2 separate regions of the Mus musculus genome follow, and region 1 is linked to region 2. A link is a contact called in public Hi-C data. All regions are on one chromosome and are shown on one strand. The core of a region is the stretch at or near the end of the contact, and the rest is flanking DNA. Distances in the headings are between cores, read along the strand shown.

Region 1 (3,053 bases), core at 55-2,554, 120 kb before region 2:
TCAATAATGCTCAAATATCTAGGAGATTAGCAAGATACAGCTGGATTTTATGATAGATTGGAACAGAAACGGCTTCTAATCCAATTCCCTAGAAGATTCCTGTTCCCCCTGAGACCTCGTGGCTATCTGAGACCTCATGGGCACAATCATGACCATCTGAGACATCACGAACATAGTATTTATCATCTGAGACCTACCTCATGGGAATAGTCTTGACCATCTGAGACATCACGAACACAGTATTTACAGAATTCTAGGGCTTTCCACATTCCTTCTGCAAACTTTTTCTGAAGACCTGTGAGTCACAGTGTCAAGTGGATCACAGCCACCGCCTCAGTTCTTGGTATCACTTTTCTATGTTAGTTACTTTTATGCTACTTAGGCCAAAATACCCGTCAGAGCAACTTCAGAAAAGAAGGGTTTATTGTGGCTCCCAGACTCAGAGGACATCAACTCACCATGTTGGAGAAACAATGGTGTGTGTGTGTGTGTGTGTGTGTGTGTGTGTGTGTGTGTGTGTGTGTGAATGCTTCACATCATAGTGAATCAGGAAGCAGAGAGCCCTGGGCAGAAGCCAAAGTGTAGTTCACCTTCATAGCTGGTTCTCTGTGACACACTTCCTCTGTGTAGAACATAGTCCCACAGGTTTCTCTGCCTCTACAAGCAACATTGCAACCTGGAGACCATGTCTTCAAACGCAGGAACTTGTGGGGAGCAGTTTCCATCCAAATGACAAGGGCATCAATCCTGGAAAACATCTGCCTGCTGCCTCTGCATCTGCCCTCAGTCCAGCAGCTTATCCACAGCTTGTCCACAAAGCATATCCCTAGCTTTTAAAAATGACATCGGCTTCTGTTGTCAGATCACACCAAGCAAGTTACATCACATTTACTTGGGACATAAGCCAGCTTCCAAAACAACTAAGTTGAGTGATTATACACTGATGAGCAGAGAACGCAGGATGTGCAGCCTCTGAGCTCCGTACTGAGTAATTCTCTAGGGAGTCAGAGACGTCTTTGCTTTGTGATGATAGAGAACTATTTGTCTCTGGGAACCTTGAATAAATGCACATTGTCCAGGGATAATTAACATCCCAATGACTGCTGCTATATGCTGGCCTGTTGTGGGCTCTGCACACACCATTCCCACCCTTCCTATTTCATAACTGGAGAACTGAGGCCCAGCAGGTGCTTTCCCTTGCAAAAGACTTTTAATGGCAAAGCCAGGTTTTCAACCAGGACCAGTGAATCCAGAGCCTGTATTTTATCTCAACTGTGGTGAGTCACTTGAGTCTTAGTCACATTTCCTGGTAGCTAAAAGAGTAGACGCTATCCCGGAGTTGGTTGTTAGTTTCCAAATATACTGAATAATAACATTTTACTCCCTAAATTTGGCCATCCTGAAGCTTTAAATAATATTTTTCTATTTTGAAATACTGTGAAGGAATATAAAAATGTTGCGGCGTCCTCTGAGGTTCAGAACCTCAAATTTACATTTGGAATGAGAAAGATGCTGTGACCTATAGAAAGAGAATTTTTATAATTCCTAAATTAGTACCCACAAAAGAATTTGCTAAAACTATGTGTTGGTTGGTTCCTTAAACTTACCCAGTGCTGTCCGCCTGCCCAATGGCAGCTCCCCATCTGCCTCCCTGAACATTAGACAGACCTTTGCCTTCACAGCCTAAGTAGGAAAATGAAAGGGTGCATATTCCAGATATCTAAAACATTCCAATAATTCTTATTTTCAGAAGGAAACAGCAACATATGGTGGTATAGAGTACCGGCCTGGAAACCTGTGGCATGCTTCAGTCCAGGTGTTCATGTCTCAACTCCAGGCTTTGGTTTCCTACGTTTAAGTGTTTCAAAGACATTGTCTCTTCTTCCTTTCACTCCAGAAAGATGGCAGAACTGTCGAGATCCTGTGCAGCGAGTGATCTACATCTCCTCAGATTAAACCTTGGCATATATGCAAATTAGCTTTATTCTGCAATGGAGGAAGGAGTAAAACACTGGGCACGGTTACTTAGTATCTGAGGAACGTGATTAGGAATCACATTCCAGAGGAGGCCAGGTCATCAATAAAGTACGTGCAGGGCTGATTCACTAAGGGAATTGACTATTTTCCCAAAAGATTTGGATTCACTTTCCAGCACCAGTATGGTGGCTCACAACCATCAGTATTTCCAGTTCCAGGGGAATCTTACGCCCTCTTCAGGCCTCAGCAGGCACTGCATGCATGTAGCACACAGACATACATGCGGGCAAAACACTCATACACATACAATAAAAAAATGAATTAAAGTACTTTTCTCTAAAAGCACACACTAGGACGTCTATTAACTGCTGTAGGGGATAGTATGCAACATGGTCCCTTAGTGACATTGGTGTTGAACATCATTATCTAGAAGGGCACAATAGACCCTGCTGGTAGCTTCAGACCTGGTAAAGTCAAAGCTGAAGCTCTACTCTGAGCTGTTTGGTCCTGTGCTTGCCTCTTGGTTCACAAGGAGTTCTGTCCCCGTGACATGTGAGTAACACTATTCACTTGGCCAGTCCGAATGCCGGGAAAAGCTTTCCAGTGGGTCTTGTAGTCACGATGGCTCAGGAGGCTTAGGGACAAGGAATGGGCTTTTCCAACCCTACAAGAACAGACTGTATGGCTGGTTTTATGCCTACCTGATAATAAATGCTTATACTTGAAGATGCTGGTCTAAGAATGCTTCCTTTGTGCCATACCTCCCTAGTAGGTGGTAGGAGGTGTTTTGGAAGAGGCTGGAGACGAGGGATTCATGGCTTTTATCCACTCCATTGGTCAGAGATGACTCATGCTTACAAGAATAGCCATTGGCTGTAGAATGACCAAATTGGTTTAGGTCAGTTCTCAGCAATGAGCAGTCTTTGTGAACAGCTTAGCACACTGCCTGACACCGTGTCCTCCCTCTTCTTAGAATCCCGTCATTCCTGCCAGAAAATAGGATAGGTGCTCAACTATGTCATGTGTTCCTCAACAATATTTACTGAGTGTCTCCTATGTGCAAGGCACAGGCTTGA
Region 2 (3,014 bases), core at 200-2,699:
CATCACCATGAAAACGCACCTCTGGGGTGTGTCTGAAGTTGTTTCTAAAAAGATTTAACAGGGCAGGGAACACTCTGAATGCTGGCTGCACCATCCTATGGGTTGAGGTCTGAATAAAATAGAGAGAGTGAATAGAAGACCAACATTTGTGTCTTTTTCCTCCTGCAAATGATCAGCTGCCTCCTTCTCTGATGGACCTTCCTGCCCTGATGACCTGTCCTCTTAAACAACAAGCCAAGATAAGCCGTTCTTTATGTTGCCTTTGTCAAGCATTTTGTTACAACAAGACATGGGTGCGGGTGACCGTGAATGTTTTCTCCCTTCCTTTTCATTACTATATTTGTTCAACCTACCAATGCTCTCTAACTCCATCACAATGTGGCAGACACTGGATTCAAGAGTGCAAAGGCAATGAGATGCTTGGGCTTTGGACAGGATTTGTAAGCTCCTAGCCGACTTACCTCCCTGTAGGATAACATCTACGCGCTCTGGACAAAAATGAAAAGCCAAAGCAAAAGGGAAATACCAGTCCTAAAGAAACCAGAGTACTATAGCATTAATCAAAATCTCTTCCTCCTCCTTTTCCTCCTCTTCTTCCTTTTCCTCCTCCTCCTCCTTCACACCCTCTGTGCTACAGATTGAACCCAGAGATGTATATATGCTAGACAACCATTCAGTACCCCTGAGCTACACTACTGCTCTGAGGGAGGGTATTTAAAGAAAAAAGAGTAAATGAGGTAGCCTTGGCAAATCTCAAGAACACTTAAAGCCCTCTTTACCTGTCACTTCATTCTTCTAAAAGATTGGTCAAAGTGAAAATCATAGAGAGTTATCTACGTGTGGTTTCAACATCATCAAGATGTAAAGCATATAGTTGACACCCTTTCACCCACCTTGTGATGGAAGGCCCAGACCTGTTCATGGCCATGGCCTTCCGATTAGTGTTCTAGGTTGAATGTCTTACAGGGGTGAGCCCATCCTGCAGTCCACACATTTTCCTGTTTGACTTTTTTAAGTGGAATGAGATGCTGAAAACATACCCATGGGCTTGCTCAAAGGTAGTCCACAGCGTTTGAGCTCTGTTCATTTTCTCAAGTCTTTCCAATGTATCCAGTCTATGTTTCATGGGAATGCTATTCTCTTCGTGATTTGGCTTAGCCTATGTAATGCTCATGTCTCCATTAAGTGCATCATGGTCGTTAGTGCAGCCGAAGCAAGGGATTCTTGGCGAGCCTGTAGCATTTGAACCCTGAAGAGAGCTACTGGCTGTCTAAAGAAGTCCTTGTGCTGTGAGTCAGTGAATGTGCAGAGGGAACAGGACACCTCTGTCAGTCAATGTGAAGAAGAAGAAATAGTACGATTTACATGGCTGCTGCGGCGGAGCCCACAATGACTCTTAGTGTTGTCTCGCCCAGAACAACTACCCTAATGTCATGAACTAATTTCTAGATAGGGAACAAAAAATGTCCATAGGAGAGACATCGTGAAGTCATCAGATCTACCAGAATACCACAGACACTCCACCTGAATTGATTTTTATCGAATTCTGTGAAGAATGCGTCATTTCTAGGTCATGTGTCCTGGTCAACTTCCTCCTTCAGCGGCCTCTCTGTCAATCATATCTCTGCTCTAGGGCCCTTATTTCTTGTTTTGGGAGAATAACATGGGGTTGCTATTGTAACTGCATGGTGACTTCAGGAAATTCAGTAAGCATCAGATAGGCTGAGTTAAGCACTTTCTAAAAACCAGTTTGGAAAAGTCACTTAAATTAGATTAAATATTTTACTGAAGAGCCAGACTGGAAAGCATACATCAATAGCCTTCAACATCATCCTCCCACTAAGAACACTTCTGTAGTGGATCCCCTTCCTTAATACCAGCCCTATTTGATTATTTAAATTTAACTATGGAAACCTCTTGGGGTTCTACTCGGACATTCTTCTCTTTTTGATCCATGTTCTTAAGAAGCTTGGTTGAGAACCCCTTGGGGGTTGGTAGCCTAACTTAAAACTCAGATGGACCCACTTGGTAGCACAAGACAGAAAGGAAGAGGAAAAGAGTATTTTTCAGATTCAATCATTCAAATATTGATGATAAATGAAATAAAATTTACAACAAAAGTAAATTCTAAGTAATAAGATGAAGGTATAAAGATTATTTACTTATATGTAGGTTTGGGGCGAGCTTCTAAATTTTTTTTTTTTTGGCTAATCAAGTGAAAAGTGAATAAAAAGAGAAGACTTTTACATTGCCAACATTGATTGGTCTGCCTTTGGATGTCATGTTGTGCTCTTCTGATCTTCACTGCTGTGATTTGCATTGTAGATTTAAATAATGATTAATTATATCTCTTTCCTAGCATCTGGTTGGAGTTATCGGCAAAGATTTGTTGTATACTTACCATGTACCATTGCTGATCACATGTCTCAGAATGATTGTAACCATTTTTGTAACCGTTACATCATTCAAGGAAAAACCAACAGTTTTGCAATATCCTCTTGAGTGCCCCAGGATTTTATAGTAAATTTCTGTTTGATCTCTCACATAGAAGCATAACTTGCGGTTGTAGTAGAGTTGCCTCATAAGAGAGGTCAGCGTTTTGACAGTCTCACATTACCCAATACTTGGACCATTATTTCCCCATGAAAGTTATGCTTACCATCTTTAATTTGTTAGTTATCTCTGGACTTTATCAACACAAGACATAAGACCTACTTGAACCTTCTTGACCTTCCTTCTTGAAAGAGTCTTCTGCCAGGCATGGTGACTCACATCTTTAATCCCAGCACTAGGAAGGCAGAAACAGGCAGATCTTTGTGAGTTCAGGGCTAGTCTGCTCTATATAGTGAGCTCCAAGACACTGTCTCGGGGGGCGGGGGAAAGAGCCCCATCCTTTATTTTCTTTAATTCAGATTCTCTTGGTTTTGTTGCTGTTTAATAATATCACTGGGGTATATTTTATATACTACAAAAGTTACTCATTTCAAGTGTCTAATTAAATACCCTTTAGTGAA

Evidence for each region. A called contact is a pair of places that touch in the nucleus more often than the background predicts.
Region 1: a Hi-C map of female germline stem cells shows a contact between it and region 2, with 6 times the contacts expected there. The contact joins two enhancer-like sites. A contact is called at or near these places in 5 of 484 Hi-C or Micro-C datasets (the G1E-ER4 cell line, embryonic stem cells, female germline stem cells and 2 more), 1 of 115 datasets of contacts at active chromatin or transcription factors (fetal liver) and 1 of 9 other capture datasets (embryonic stem cells).

What each region holds. Positions count from the first base shown.
Region 1 is chr5:75,499,077-75,502,129 of GRCm38.p6, reverse strand. No RefSeq gene overlaps it. Among named protein-coding and RNA genes, the nearest start is that of Gm24502, 61 kb to the left of the region's middle. Within about 2 kb of position 1,304, at least 11 of the 459 cell types and tissues checked have an H3K27ac peak or open chromatin away from gene starts, as enhancers often do. A contact at or near this core is called in female germline stem cells, where this site is marked.
Region 2 is chr5:75,381,901-75,384,914 of GRCm38.p6, reverse strand. No RefSeq gene overlaps it. Among named protein-coding and RNA genes, the nearest start is that of Gm24502, 180 kb to the left of the region's middle. Within about 2 kb of position 1,449, at least 17 of the 459 cell types and tissues checked have an H3K27ac peak or open chromatin away from gene starts, as enhancers often do. A contact at or near this core is called in female germline stem cells, where this site is marked.